Regions from separate parts of the Mus musculus genome. Here region 1 is linked to region 2. Evidence: chromatin contacts called from public Hi-C data. All regions are on one chromosome and are shown on one strand. The core of a region is the stretch at or near the end of the contact, and the rest is flanking DNA. Distances in the headings are between cores, read along the strand shown. Region 1 overlaps Snx29 (sorting nexin 29). Region 2 overlaps Zc3h7a (zinc finger CCCH type containing 7 A).

What was found. Hi-C and Micro-C count contacts between places; a contact is called where the count stands out from the background.
Region 1: a contact with region 2 is called in a Hi-C map of CD8 T cells, with 6 times the contacts expected there. The contact joins two enhancer-like sites. A contact is called at or near these places in 9 of 39 promoter capture datasets (the C10 cell line, the HPC-7 cell line, cranial neural crest and 6 more), 28 of 484 Hi-C or Micro-C datasets (CD8 T cells, the G1E-ER4 cell line, the HL-1 cell line and 8 more), 3 of 115 datasets of contacts at active chromatin or transcription factors (bone marrow-derived macrophages, large pre-B cells and microglia) and 3 of 9 other capture datasets (adipose tissue, liver and pancreatic islet).

Annotation. Positions count from the first base shown.
Region 1 is chr16:11,422,712-11,425,602 of GRCm38.p6, forward strand. All of the region lies in intron 11 of Snx29 (sorting nexin 29), which reads left to right. Among named protein-coding and RNA genes, the nearest start is that of Snx29, 100 kb to the left of the region's middle. Within about 2 kb of position 1,395, at least 32 of the 459 cell types and tissues checked have an H3K27ac peak or open chromatin away from gene starts, as enhancers often do. A contact at or near this core is called in CD8 T cells, where this site is marked.
Region 2 is chr16:11,156,285-11,159,083 of GRCm38.p6, forward strand. Zc3h7a (zinc finger CCCH type containing 7 A) reads right to left here. Exons shown (of 23, transcript NM_145931.3): 5 at 2,682-2,799; 6 at 2,399-2,479; 7 at 2,270-2,308; 8 at 244-277; 9 at 1-16. Among named protein-coding and RNA genes, the nearest start is that of Gm24145, 9.6 kb to the right of the region's middle. Within about 2 kb of position 1,402, at least 29 of the 459 cell types and tissues checked have an H3K27ac peak or open chromatin away from gene starts, as enhancers often do. A contact at or near this core is called in CD8 T cells, where this site is marked.

The sequences.
Region 1 (2,891 bases), core at 145-2,644, 270 kb after region 2:
GCTCAGTGGGTAGCAGTCGTTGATATAAGAGACCTTGATAGGGCAGTGTGGATAAGCAGCCTTGGCCTTGGCCTACAGCTTATATAAATAATGTTCCCAGTGCTGAGACTGGCGCATGCAAGGAAACACCCAACAACTGAGCTGCAGTCCCAGCCAAGTCTCCAGCTCTTCACACCTTGGTTCACATAAGTGAATGTGGTCACCAGCCTGGAAGGCAGCAGAACTCTGATGGTCTGGGCTGAGTTTGCAGGGTTTTGAAATGTCACCTTTCTTTGTAAAAGGCAAGTGCCACAGTCATATCTTCTTGTTGAGTGGCCAGCAGTGCTGACCTCAGCACAGACAGATAATGACGGCCACTCAGTATGCCCTGTGAATCCTGTGAATGCCAGTGAGTTTAGAGTAGTCACTGTATGCATGAACACACACACATATACACACACTGCACACTGAACTCATATGTGTGCACACACACAGAAAGTAAGGTCTAACAGGGGATGCTCAGTATGTGGAAAGCACTCTGAATGTTGGTACCTCACTAGCAGGCACTTAGGGTTGTGACTGGCTGTCTGCCTGTGGGAAAAGCCACCCAGACTGGATGCTTTCCCACTACTTAGTAGACATTTCTTTATGTTTATGTCAGCTTTACTTCATTCACCTCCTGTTTAACAGCCGAGTGTCTGTACATTTGAATTAATGTTTTTGTTGGAATATGTGATGTGAGCTGTGTTTAAGAAAGCACCTCTTTCCCTATTGATGGCTGGAAGTGGCACTGCAGCACCCTCACCACCAGGGGCCACTCTTTCCCTGTTGATGGCTGTAAGTGGCACTGCAGCACCCTCACCACCAGGGGCCACTCTTTCCCTGTTGATGGCTGTAAGTGGCACTGCAGCACCCTCACCACCAGGGGCCACTCTTTCCCTGTTGATGGCTGGAAGTGGCACTGCAGCACCCTCACCACCAGGGGCCACTCTTTCCCTGTTGATGGCTGTAAGTGGCACTGCAGCACCCTCACCACCAGGGGCCACTCTTTCCCTGTTGATGGCTGTAAGTGGCACTGCAGCACCCTCACCACCAGGGGCCACTCTTTCCCTGTTGATGGCTGTAAGTGGCACTGCAGCACCCTCACCACCAGGGGCCACTCTTTCCCTGTTGATGGCTGGAAGTGGCACTGCAGCACCCTCACCACCAGGGGCCACTCTTTCCCTGTTGATGGCTGTAAGTGGCACTGCAGCACCCTCACCACCAGGGGCCACTCTTTCCCTGTTGATGGCTGGAAGTGGCACTGCAGCACCCTCACCACCAGGGGCCACTCTTTCCCTGTTGATGGCTGGAAGTGGCACTGCAGCACCCTCACCACCAGGGGCCACTCTGGTGAAGCTCACTAGCTTCAAACCAAGGTTTGTGTTGGTGTTGGGCTAGCAATGGTGCTTGCTCCTCTGGTGGGTTTGTGAAGGTTAAACGCATATATACAAGAAACATACTCAGAAGAGTTGTACCTTACAATTTGAAAAGACAGATTGGAAAAATGTATCTCAGAGTTACACGTGTTAAGTGTTCAGTAACTTGTAGGTGAGACTGTTAGCACCCTTAAAGGATTCATTTACTGATTCCAAACACAGTGTCTAGGCCTCCAAATGGGTGGACATGGTTTTTGTTTTATGATGGCATCCCTACAATTACAAGCCTCTGAAGCCCCCTTTCCTGGATGTGTACCCTTAATCCTCTCTAGACGCTTAATCTTCTCAGTTGGGGTGATTTCAACCCCAAGGGGATATGTGGCCGTGCCAGGAGACCCTGGATCTCCCTGCCTGGCATGAGAATGCCTTCGGCAAAGCCTGACTGTGGTTATACCAGGGACAACAGGCTCTTTGTGCCCAGTAAGTATCCTTGTGGTGGACAGGGGTGCTGAATAGCTGCTGGAAAGCTTAAGAAAAGAACGGACCTATTGGAAATGATGAGACTCTAGGGACTGCTCATGACTCCTGTGGGTGTTTGCTGTCTCTTCAGCTCTGTCACCCTCGCTGTGAAGTGTGAAAGGCTGAGCACCTGCAGACCAGCCCAGAGCGGGTGGTCTGAGCACGAGGCTTCCTGACGCCATCTGTCTTTCTTGAGGCTGCAAATGTAGTGGGAATCCACCCGGTGGACACTCATTGCTGTGCCCCCCACCTTTGTAACTGCTGCCTCTCTCCACTCTTGAATTAGTTTCTGTATTTGGGAGTTGAGAACTGTAATGAGCCTTTTCCCCTGTTGTTGGTGGACAGTCCTTTAGCACCAGGTTGTGCCTCTGTCCTTGCTGTCTGTCCTCCCCTCCCCGTGCAAAGACCTTGGGGTTTTGCGTCTCAGTTGTGGGTGTCGAGTGCTGGTGCCTTATTTCAACAGTCAGGTGGGGTGGCAGAGGTGATGTGCACATAGCTTCCTGTAAGGCTGTCCCCACAGTGATGGCTTTGGAGGGGAGGAGGGGAGTCTGGTCTACTTTAGAAGGGCACATACTGCTAGCTAGAAACTGTTTCTCCCTTGCTATCATTGCTTAGCCACTGATACTTACATGGCTTTTGAGTCCTGACCACTGCCTTCCTTTTCTTTCCTGGGGTTCAGAGAAAGCGGGGAGACAAGCAACTCGAGTTGCTCATTTCTTTGTCACTTCTGATGTCAGGCCATGGAGGAGAGGGCAAGAGCAATGCCCCTCGCTGCTCACTTCGATGCTCACTGCCTCACTAAGCCTCAGTCTGTTTTTCTCTTGATATCATGTGACGGGAGTCTCAGTCGAGGTGAGGCAGGCTGGCTCATTGCCTAGCAACACTATTCCAAACACTGGACGTTTGAGAAATGAAACTAAGAAGCACTATGGCACTTGGAAGCCAATGGGAGGGCTCAGCATCTAGCCCAGGGCT
Region 2 (2,799 bases), core at 152-2,651:
CTTGGGGCTAACAAATCTGAAACATACATAGAAATGTACTCACTCTAAGACATTGTATTTACAAAGTAGGAGTGTTGTTGGGCAATAACAGAGGACGTGAATGCTATGAAAATATGGATGCAATCCAGCCTTGCTTCCCCCACACAGCCATCTCACTGGACAACACTATAGAATATGCACAGCCTAGCCCTGGCAAGCTGGCAGGCATATTTCAGAGGGATAAGATCGAAAGTAAAAACGTACCTGGCTCAATATCTTCCACAGAATAGTTCACAGCCTGGAAATTAAACAAACAATGAATCATGTTTTTAAGATTCTAAACTCTAAAACAATCTGTAAAAATCCTAAAAGGATTTGCAGATTTGCAAAGACGTTTGAGAAGATACAAGAAATCAAAAGAACAGTCTTCTACTCTATTTTGTTAGTTTGTTTCCAGACAGGGTTGGTTCTCTGTGAAGCACTGGCTGCCTGGAACTTGCACTGTAGACCAGGCTGGGCTGAAACTCAGAGATCTGCCTGCCTCCTGAGTGCTGGGATTAAAAACAGTGCACCATCATGCCCTGCTGCTTCTTCCTTTAAAACAGGGTCTCGTGTAGCCCTGGTGGCCTCAAACTCAGGATGGAGCTGAGAAGGACCTTTGAATGTCTGGTTTTTCTGCTTCCATCCCTGAGGTTACACAGGCTTTATCAGACTGTGGTGTCCTGGCTCACCTCACTCCTAGACCACTGAGTACACAGTCAAACTGGGAAGCACTGTGCACTTAGCAGACAGACAGTCCTCATAAGGCTATTTAGAAAGGAATAGAAACTAATCTCATCACCATCCACCAGCCCTTCACAATGGCTAATGCCATCCCAACAACAACAAGATTTTACTTCAAGTGTAAAAAAAGAGTAATTGCCAGAAGTGGTGGCAAATGCCTTTAATCCCAGCATTTGGGAGGCAGAGACAGACAGATCTCTGTGAGTTCTGGTCTGTAGAGTGAGTTCTAGGACAGCCAGTGTTACACAGATAACCCTGTTTCAAACCAACACTTCCCTAGTGGGGGTGGGGTGGGGGGGGATGAGACAGTATTTAACTGTGTAGTCCTGGCTATCCTGGAACTCTTTATGTAGACCAGGTTGGCCTTGAACTCACAGAGTTTCTCCTGCCTCTCTGCTTCTGAGACCTGAGATTAATAGCATATATAGCCATTTCCTGAGAGAGTTGTTTTGTTTAATTGTTTAAAAAAGTTTTAAAGATTAGATTTGTTCATTTTATTATGTTTTGGCTGTGTGTGTGTACACCATATGTGTGCTTGGTGACCTGGAAGGACACAAGACAGCATCCGATCTCCTGGAACTGGAGTTACTGATGGCTATGAACAGCCACATGAGTGCTGAGAATGAACATGGGCCCTCTGCAAGAGCAGTAAGAGCCAACTCTCCAGCCTCTATTCTTTCTCTTCTCTTCTCTTCTCTTCTCTTCTCTTCTCTTCTCTTCTCTTCTCTTCTCTTCTCTTCTCTTCTCTTCTCTTCTCTTCTCTTCTTTTCTTTTCTCAACCCCAGTATTCTCAAAACTATATCTGGCCCAGAGCCACAGTTTTCAAAGAAAACTGAACATCTAAGTGTTCACATCCTGTCACATGCTCTAGTGGCTTGCAGGAAATGCTGGTTGAAACTAAAGTATAGGGGGGGCTGGTGAGATGGCTCAGTGGGTAAGAGCACCCGACTGCTCTTCCAAAGGTCAGGAGTTCAAATCCCAGCAACCACATGGTGGCTCACAACCATCCGATCACGAGATCTGACTCCCTCTTCTGGAGTGTCTGAAGACAGCTACAGTGTACTTACATATAATAAATAAATAAATAAATAAATCTTAAAAAAAAAAAAAAAAAAAAAAAAAGAAACTAAAGTATAGGACTTGAGCTGTTTTTTGTTCTCTAAAGTGATAGGAAGCCACGGTCAATTTCATGTTTAAGGCATCAAAGAGAACCACACTAAAAATACAAAGAGCACAGTTGCTAAGACCTTCATTCCTGCTTTCCTCAGAAGCATGAATCTTGTACAGATAATAACCCTGCCTTGGGGGCTAGGGAGATGGCTCAGCGGTTAGAGCACTAACTGCTCTTCCAGAGGTCCTGAGTTCAATTCCCAGCAACCACATGGTGGCTCACAACCATCTGTAATGGGATCCGATGACCTCTTCTGGTGTGTCTGAAGACAGCTACAGTGTACTCATATAAATAAAATAAATCTTTAAAAATAAATAAATAAATAAATAACCCTACCTTGGGAGCCCCATCCCCAGGAACTGCTTTCAGTAAGTGCTGAAATAAAATGAAAACACAATTTCAAAACAGAACCGACTCAGATTATAAACAAAATGAAAAGAATTCTGAGAGATAAGTTTTGCTTACCTCAGCTCTAACATATGCTTTCCTTATTTTAAATCCCAATTTCTGAGCTAATTCTTGAGTTAATTTTATTACATGTTCATCCTGGAAAGAGCAACATTCATGAATGTATCTGTAGTGAAGCAAGTAAGCAGGGCTGTGACACTGCTCTCTGGATCCTTGCTTTGTTAGCTATTACAGTCAACTGAAGTGAGCTGAAGGCTGCACGTAAATGTGGCTATTTCTCCACGTGAGAGCCGTAGAACACTCATGATGCAAACAAACAAGCTAAAGCATTAACCCATACCTGAGGCACTGCTAAGGAGCACTTTGCCACAGCGTCGTAGGCCTCTCTGTAGTGCCCTAAGTCACTTAGAGCCTTAGCCTTCCGATACAGAGCCTTGCAGTTACTGGCATTAACACTG